Linked DNA regions of Culex quinquefasciatus: region 1 is linked to region 2. A link is a contact called in public Hi-C data. All regions are on one chromosome and are shown on one strand. The core of a region is the stretch at or near the end of the contact, and the rest is flanking DNA. Distances in the headings are between cores, read along the strand shown. Region 1 holds the start of LOC6040050 (serine/threonine-protein kinase RIO1). Region 2 holds the start of LOC6040039 (2-(3-amino-3-carboxypropyl)histidine synthase subunit 1).

Evidence for each region. Hi-C and Micro-C count contacts between places; a contact is called where the count stands out from the background.
Region 1: a contact with region 2 is called in a Hi-C map of whole body, with 6 times the contacts expected there. The contact joins the promoter of LOC6040050 here to the promoter of LOC6040039 in region 2. A contact is called at or near these places in 2 of 2 Hi-C or Micro-C datasets (both in whole body).

The regions. Positions count from the first base shown.
Region 1 is chr2:77,892,830-77,895,529 of VPISU_Cqui_1.0_pri_paternal, reverse strand. It overlaps LOC6040050 (serine/threonine-protein kinase RIO1), which reads right to left and starts at 1,401. Exons shown (of 5, transcript XM_038252372.1): 1 at 1,211-1,401; 2 at 512-1,208; 3 at 1-510. The coding sequence starts at 1,271. It overlaps LOC6040049 (DNA-directed RNA polymerase III subunit RPC8), which reads left to right and starts at 1,544. Exons shown (of 2, transcript XM_001849469.2): 1 at 1,544-1,779. The coding sequence starts at 1,669.
Region 2 is chr2:77,749,492-77,752,191 of VPISU_Cqui_1.0_pri_paternal, reverse strand. It overlaps LOC6040039 (2-(3-amino-3-carboxypropyl)histidine synthase subunit 1), which reads right to left and starts at 1,423. Exons shown (of 3, transcript XM_001849462.2): 1 at 842-1,423; 2 at 3-784. The coding sequence starts at 1,109.

The DNA.
Region 1 (2,700 bases), core at 152-2,651, 140 kb before region 2:
AACTTTTGCTGCTCCGTGAACTCATCGAAGCTTCGATTTGCAATCTTTTCCGACATTTTCTCCAAACACTCCTCCATGTTCTCCTCGGTGATGGTCGGATCGGTGATGAAATCGAACAGCTCCTTCACCGTCATCGTCGACACGTCCTTTTTCCGGAAAAAGTCGGTAATGTTGGTGCAATCTTTGCGGAGGAATTCCAGCGCGTGCGGGTGCTCGTGCTCCACCGACTGGGACACGTCGATGATGACGATCTTGCCCTCGTGATAGAGCAGATTGAACTCGGACAAATCCGCATGCACCAGTTTGCACTTGCTGTACATGGTCCACATCATTTCGACCGCGTCTCGGTAAAGCTCGCGAGCTTTGGAACCGCTTAGTTCGACGTCCTTCAGCTTCGGGGCTGGCCAACCGTCCTTTCCGATGAATTCCATAACGAGGACGTGACTACGGAGCAAGATTGGTTCCGGAACCGGAAGGTTGCACTTCTTCATCCGTACCAAGTTGCGCATTTTCGGCCCAAGTGCGGACCATTTTGCGGGGGTTGTGCTTGCTGTAACCGTGACGGAAGCGGAACTCACCGGTGACGTACTTGTCACGATCTTTAAAGATCAAGATGGAAGTCTTGAAGATCTTGATCGCGTAATCCATGCCGGTCTTAGCCGTCGCGTGATACACGTTAGCTTCCTTTCCTGTCGAGATGCACCCGTTAATCTCACAGATCATGTCGCGGTTCAGCAGCTTAAACAGAATCATCCTGGTCCTGGGATCCATGACCTGCTCAGCAGTAGCCCGATCTTGCTTGTCCTTACTCCTCAACCGGTCGCTCTCCGTCTTCCGCTGGTTCTCAATCAACGTATTCTTGGCATGATTCGGCAGCGCCAGCGGTCCCTCGTACTTCTCAACATTGATCTTGTTGGTAAACTTCTTAAACAACGCATCGGCCGGTTGAAAGTTGGACACCTTCTGGCTGGAACCCTGAACGTTCGTGTGAGACTGCTGCACATTTGCCTGCTGGTTCTTCCGCACGTTGTCCACATCCAAGCAGTAATACTCCCCGTCACTGTCGTCACTGTAATCCTCCTCTTCGTCATCAAACGGCTGATTCTCCGACCGATACCGCGAGTTGCCAAACAAGGCATCGGCGATGGCGACTTCGGTGGTCACAACCGGTGCGACGGGTTCCGGATCAGGAAGCTCAACCTTCTTCAGGAGATGATGTTCAGCGACTGGCTGACGTCCTCCACCGCGTCCTCAAACTGGGCGGCACTCATTTTGGTTGATTTTTCGGACCACTAATAACTTTTAACTTGATTTTAAAACTTAAAAATTCGTAAAACTGCTCATCGCGAAAATTCACGTTTTGTTTTGAAATCGCGCACGAGGTTTTGTTATTCTGGGCCGAGATCTGTCAGATTCTAGTACTGATTGGAAATTAGCACTGAGAAAAATGAACATCCCTATCAATTTTGACAACAGTAATCTAGTACTGCAGCAAAGACCGGTGTTGTTTTCGCTTCTCACTTCCACCTTGCTTCGTAAACAAAGACACGCGTGTTGTTCAAATTGCTTTACATCGGTTTGATGTAGTTTTTTCCCAAAAAATCAATTAAAGTTGATTCAAACAAAAAGCTTTGCTAATTATTTAAGCAGCAACAACATAAGTGCAACATGTTTGTGCTGGCCGAGCTAAAAGACACGGTGCGGATTGCCCCGGAATTGTTCAATCTCAAACTTCCAGAAGCCATCAAGGATGAAGTCAATAGAAAATTGGCTAACAAGGTAAGTAATTTATTTCTAATTATAAAAGGTTTTACCACGTCCGTGGTTTTACATTACGATAGAAAATTTTCTAATGTCGATATCTCAGACACTAATGGTCCGATTTTCAGTGTTAAAACATGAAACATTCGTGAAATTTTCTGATCTTTTCGAAAGCAGTAGGGTAGGGTAGTCATCAATGAGACACTTTTGGTTTTCAACTTTCAACGATTTTTCTAATTTTTCATCAGCATGTTTGAATGACCTTTTGTTGCATTTTCTTTTAGTGTGTTCTAACATTGACCAAAATATGAGATCGATCCGACATCTACAGGCAGAGTTATTCAACTGTCTCATTGTAGACGCACTTGGCAGGAACAATGAGACAGCTGGGGAACAATGAGACACTCTATGAAAATCAATACTTTTCTAGTAAACCATCATGTTTTTTTATTGTTCCGTAGCAGGTGACTTGCCTTGAACATTTTAGAGCAACTTTGCCAATATGAAAATTTAATTAACAAAAGTTATGCTAAAATGTATTTAGATTTTGTTAAATCCATATATTTACACCAAATAACTTTGTATTTTTGGTTAAATGAGGTAAAAACTCTAGAAATATGCCAAAAATCTTTTTCAATTCATGTTTTGGAAGATTTCCATAGATTTTGAAAAGTTTAATGAAGAAAATCGAAGTGTCTCATTGTTATCCATGGGCTGAAATGAGTGAGGAACAATGAGACAGCCCTAGATTCTGGGTATATTCTTAAATTTGGCCAAAACTAATGAAAAGACATTGTAGCCCAACTCAATCCCTAAGGAACGTCGAAAGAAATTTGAAGAAATATTAGTTTTGGTGTAAATGGCAGCCTACGAGCGAAAAAGTATTTTTTATCCAAAATTTACTTTTACACCCCAGAATCAAACATTTATGAATAACTT
Region 2 (2,700 bases), core at 174-2,673:
ACCTGCACAAAGGCATCGACCTCGCGGAACAGCTCCAGCTTGGTGGGAAAAATTTCCGACAGCAGAATGATAACCGCCTCGCGGTTGTGATGCTTTAATCGCTTGCGCAAATGCTCCATCACCTTGGGCGACCCCTGCCGGCCGAGCGTGCCCAAAATCAGCCCAAATCGTTTCGCGTCACGACTTGCGTCAATCGCTCGCTTGCGGTTCCGCCGCATCTCGGCGTGGTCGTAGTGCTCGCGGGTGAACCGCTTCTCGTACGGATCGTACTTGTAGGCTTCGAGGGATGGGTTGGAAATCATGGCCGCCTCCAGGTGGAACCGACCGTCACCGAGGTAGATCAGGGTGCGTTCGTCCGGGATTCGAGGTGCGGTGCAGCCGAGGATTTCCCCCGGGCTAAGGGGTTTGGACTGGGGGATAACGACGTCGTAGTTTGCCTCGCGGAGTTCTTTGGCGGCTGCGTGCAGTGTCGCCACGAACTGGATTGTGCTGACCAGGGCAAGTTTGCGGTTGCCGTCGCCGAAGTTGAGCTTGACACTTTCTATGAAATGCAGCGCGTCGATTTTGATGTCCACGAACACGTACAGCACCTTGATGCCGGTCGTTTGGTCCACCGGAATGAGACAGCTGTGGCCGTAGTGCACGAGCAGATCGGCGCCGAGGGCTTTGGCCGTGTAGTCGTCTACGCAGCACGCACCGTACGTAACGTCGCCCATCACGATCGTGTCCGCTTCGGTGAACCGCTCGATGATGTCGCTGATTACCAGGGAGAACATCAGGAGACCTGGAAGAGCAAATCTGTTAGAATCTGGTCAAATACACTACCAAGAATTAAACTCACCTTCCGGCAGCTGCAGCGCCACCCGCTGGGCCTTCATCTCCCGGATGCGCCAGATGGTCTTGTGGATCTCAAAGTTGTAGTTCGTCGGCAGCACGCTGATAGCCGCATTCAACTCAACGTCGTTCAGCAAAGCCTGTGGAATCTTGTTCACAACCCGGGTTGCCCCCTTGAACACCTTCCGGACGGGCTTGGCCTTCACAATCTTTACCTCATCCGTCACCGGAGCAGCTGCAATGTCCGCAGGTTGTGCGACCTCGACCGCTGCCATGGCTAGTATGTGGTTACAACAGGTTCCACGGGTCGTCACTGTTTCTTGGTCCTCGTGGCGTTCGGAACGAAATTTGCAACACCTTCTCACCTTTCGAAGGTCGCCGCTGTATTAAGCTTAACCAGGTCAGGTAGACCTAACACGCCTTCAACTCTAACTTCGCACAGTGGATAAAACTCCCCGCGTCGCTCCGTTCCGCCTGCTGGACACTCCACTAATAAAGTTGGATTACGTGACAAACTGCACATGGGTTATGACGGCGAACAGGCGATTTACCTTCACCAACCACCCCACCACCAAAGAGACTGACGGCTACCTCGAACGACAACAGAGAGTACGATCAGCTGAGCTAAGAGAGGGAGAGTGTGTGAGAAAAGAAAACATCAAAAGGGAATTCGACTAAAAACACAATGGGATAGGGGAGAGTGGGTGGAGTTTACTGTGCGCTATCAAATTAAAATCGCAAAAAAAACATTTTTTTTAATTTTTTTAAAAACTTCGTTAATTGCCTTTACGCTGTTCAAAATGTGATTTTGCAAAAGACATCCATGTTGAGGAGGTTCTGTTTCAATTTTTATGCAGGCACGATTGAACTCATCTCTTCCTCTCTCCCCTATAAGAATGAGAAACAAAAGTAAAGAGAGCCAACCATGCACATGTGCGCACGCTCTCACGCAGTACTAGAGTAACAAGGAGTACTAGCTTTCTTGATGAAGTTTGGAAGTACGAGGCATCCATAAACAACGTCGATAGATTTTTACATTGTTGAAGTAAAACTTTATTTCGATCATTTTTGTAACGAGATTTTAATTAAGTTTAGTTATTAAATCTATTCGAACTGTGAGCTTAATTGAATTTCTAGATTAAATATTCTACAGGTTCTACATGAACAGGAAACCCGTAAGGCTTTCTAGTCGAAAATTTATTAACGCATTCACACCTCTGAGTGTCACAGATGTTGGGCATGGTTTTGACATTTGGGTGGCAACTAGGGTAGTATCAAAAACTTTCCAACTTTGAATTTAAAGTTTGAACTTTCTACGAATAGTCACCAACGCGAACTTTTAATCCAACGAACGTTTTTTTTTAAATTTAGAGTATTTTTTCTTTGTGTGTACAAAAAAACTTTTTCATGGCATAACATTAAAAGTACTTCACTAAACAGAATAAAATTTAATAGGGTCTTAGGGGTAGAGACCCTAAATAAGGAGACTGGTCTAAGCTTGCTAAATCGATCTGGCAACGTATGTTTTGAGCTTGGCAACACTGATAAGTTTTGCTGGGCGTAAAAGCAAATGCTCGTTTGGATACGTCAAACTTGTGTCTCTTTGGGTACGTCAAATTCACTTCGACCAGTCTCCCTTTTTAGGATCTCTACTTAGGGGACCCCAAAAGGAACAGAATAAGGCAGATCCGACCAAAATCGGTTCAGCCAGTTCTGAGATAATCGTGTGGAAAAAAAATCATACTTACACACATCCCCACAGACATTTGTTCAGAATTTGATACGTGAGTATATCTGAGAGGTGTATTAAAGAAGTTCATTTTTCGAGTGATGTTATAGCCTAGCCTCAGTGAGGTGGGGAAGGTA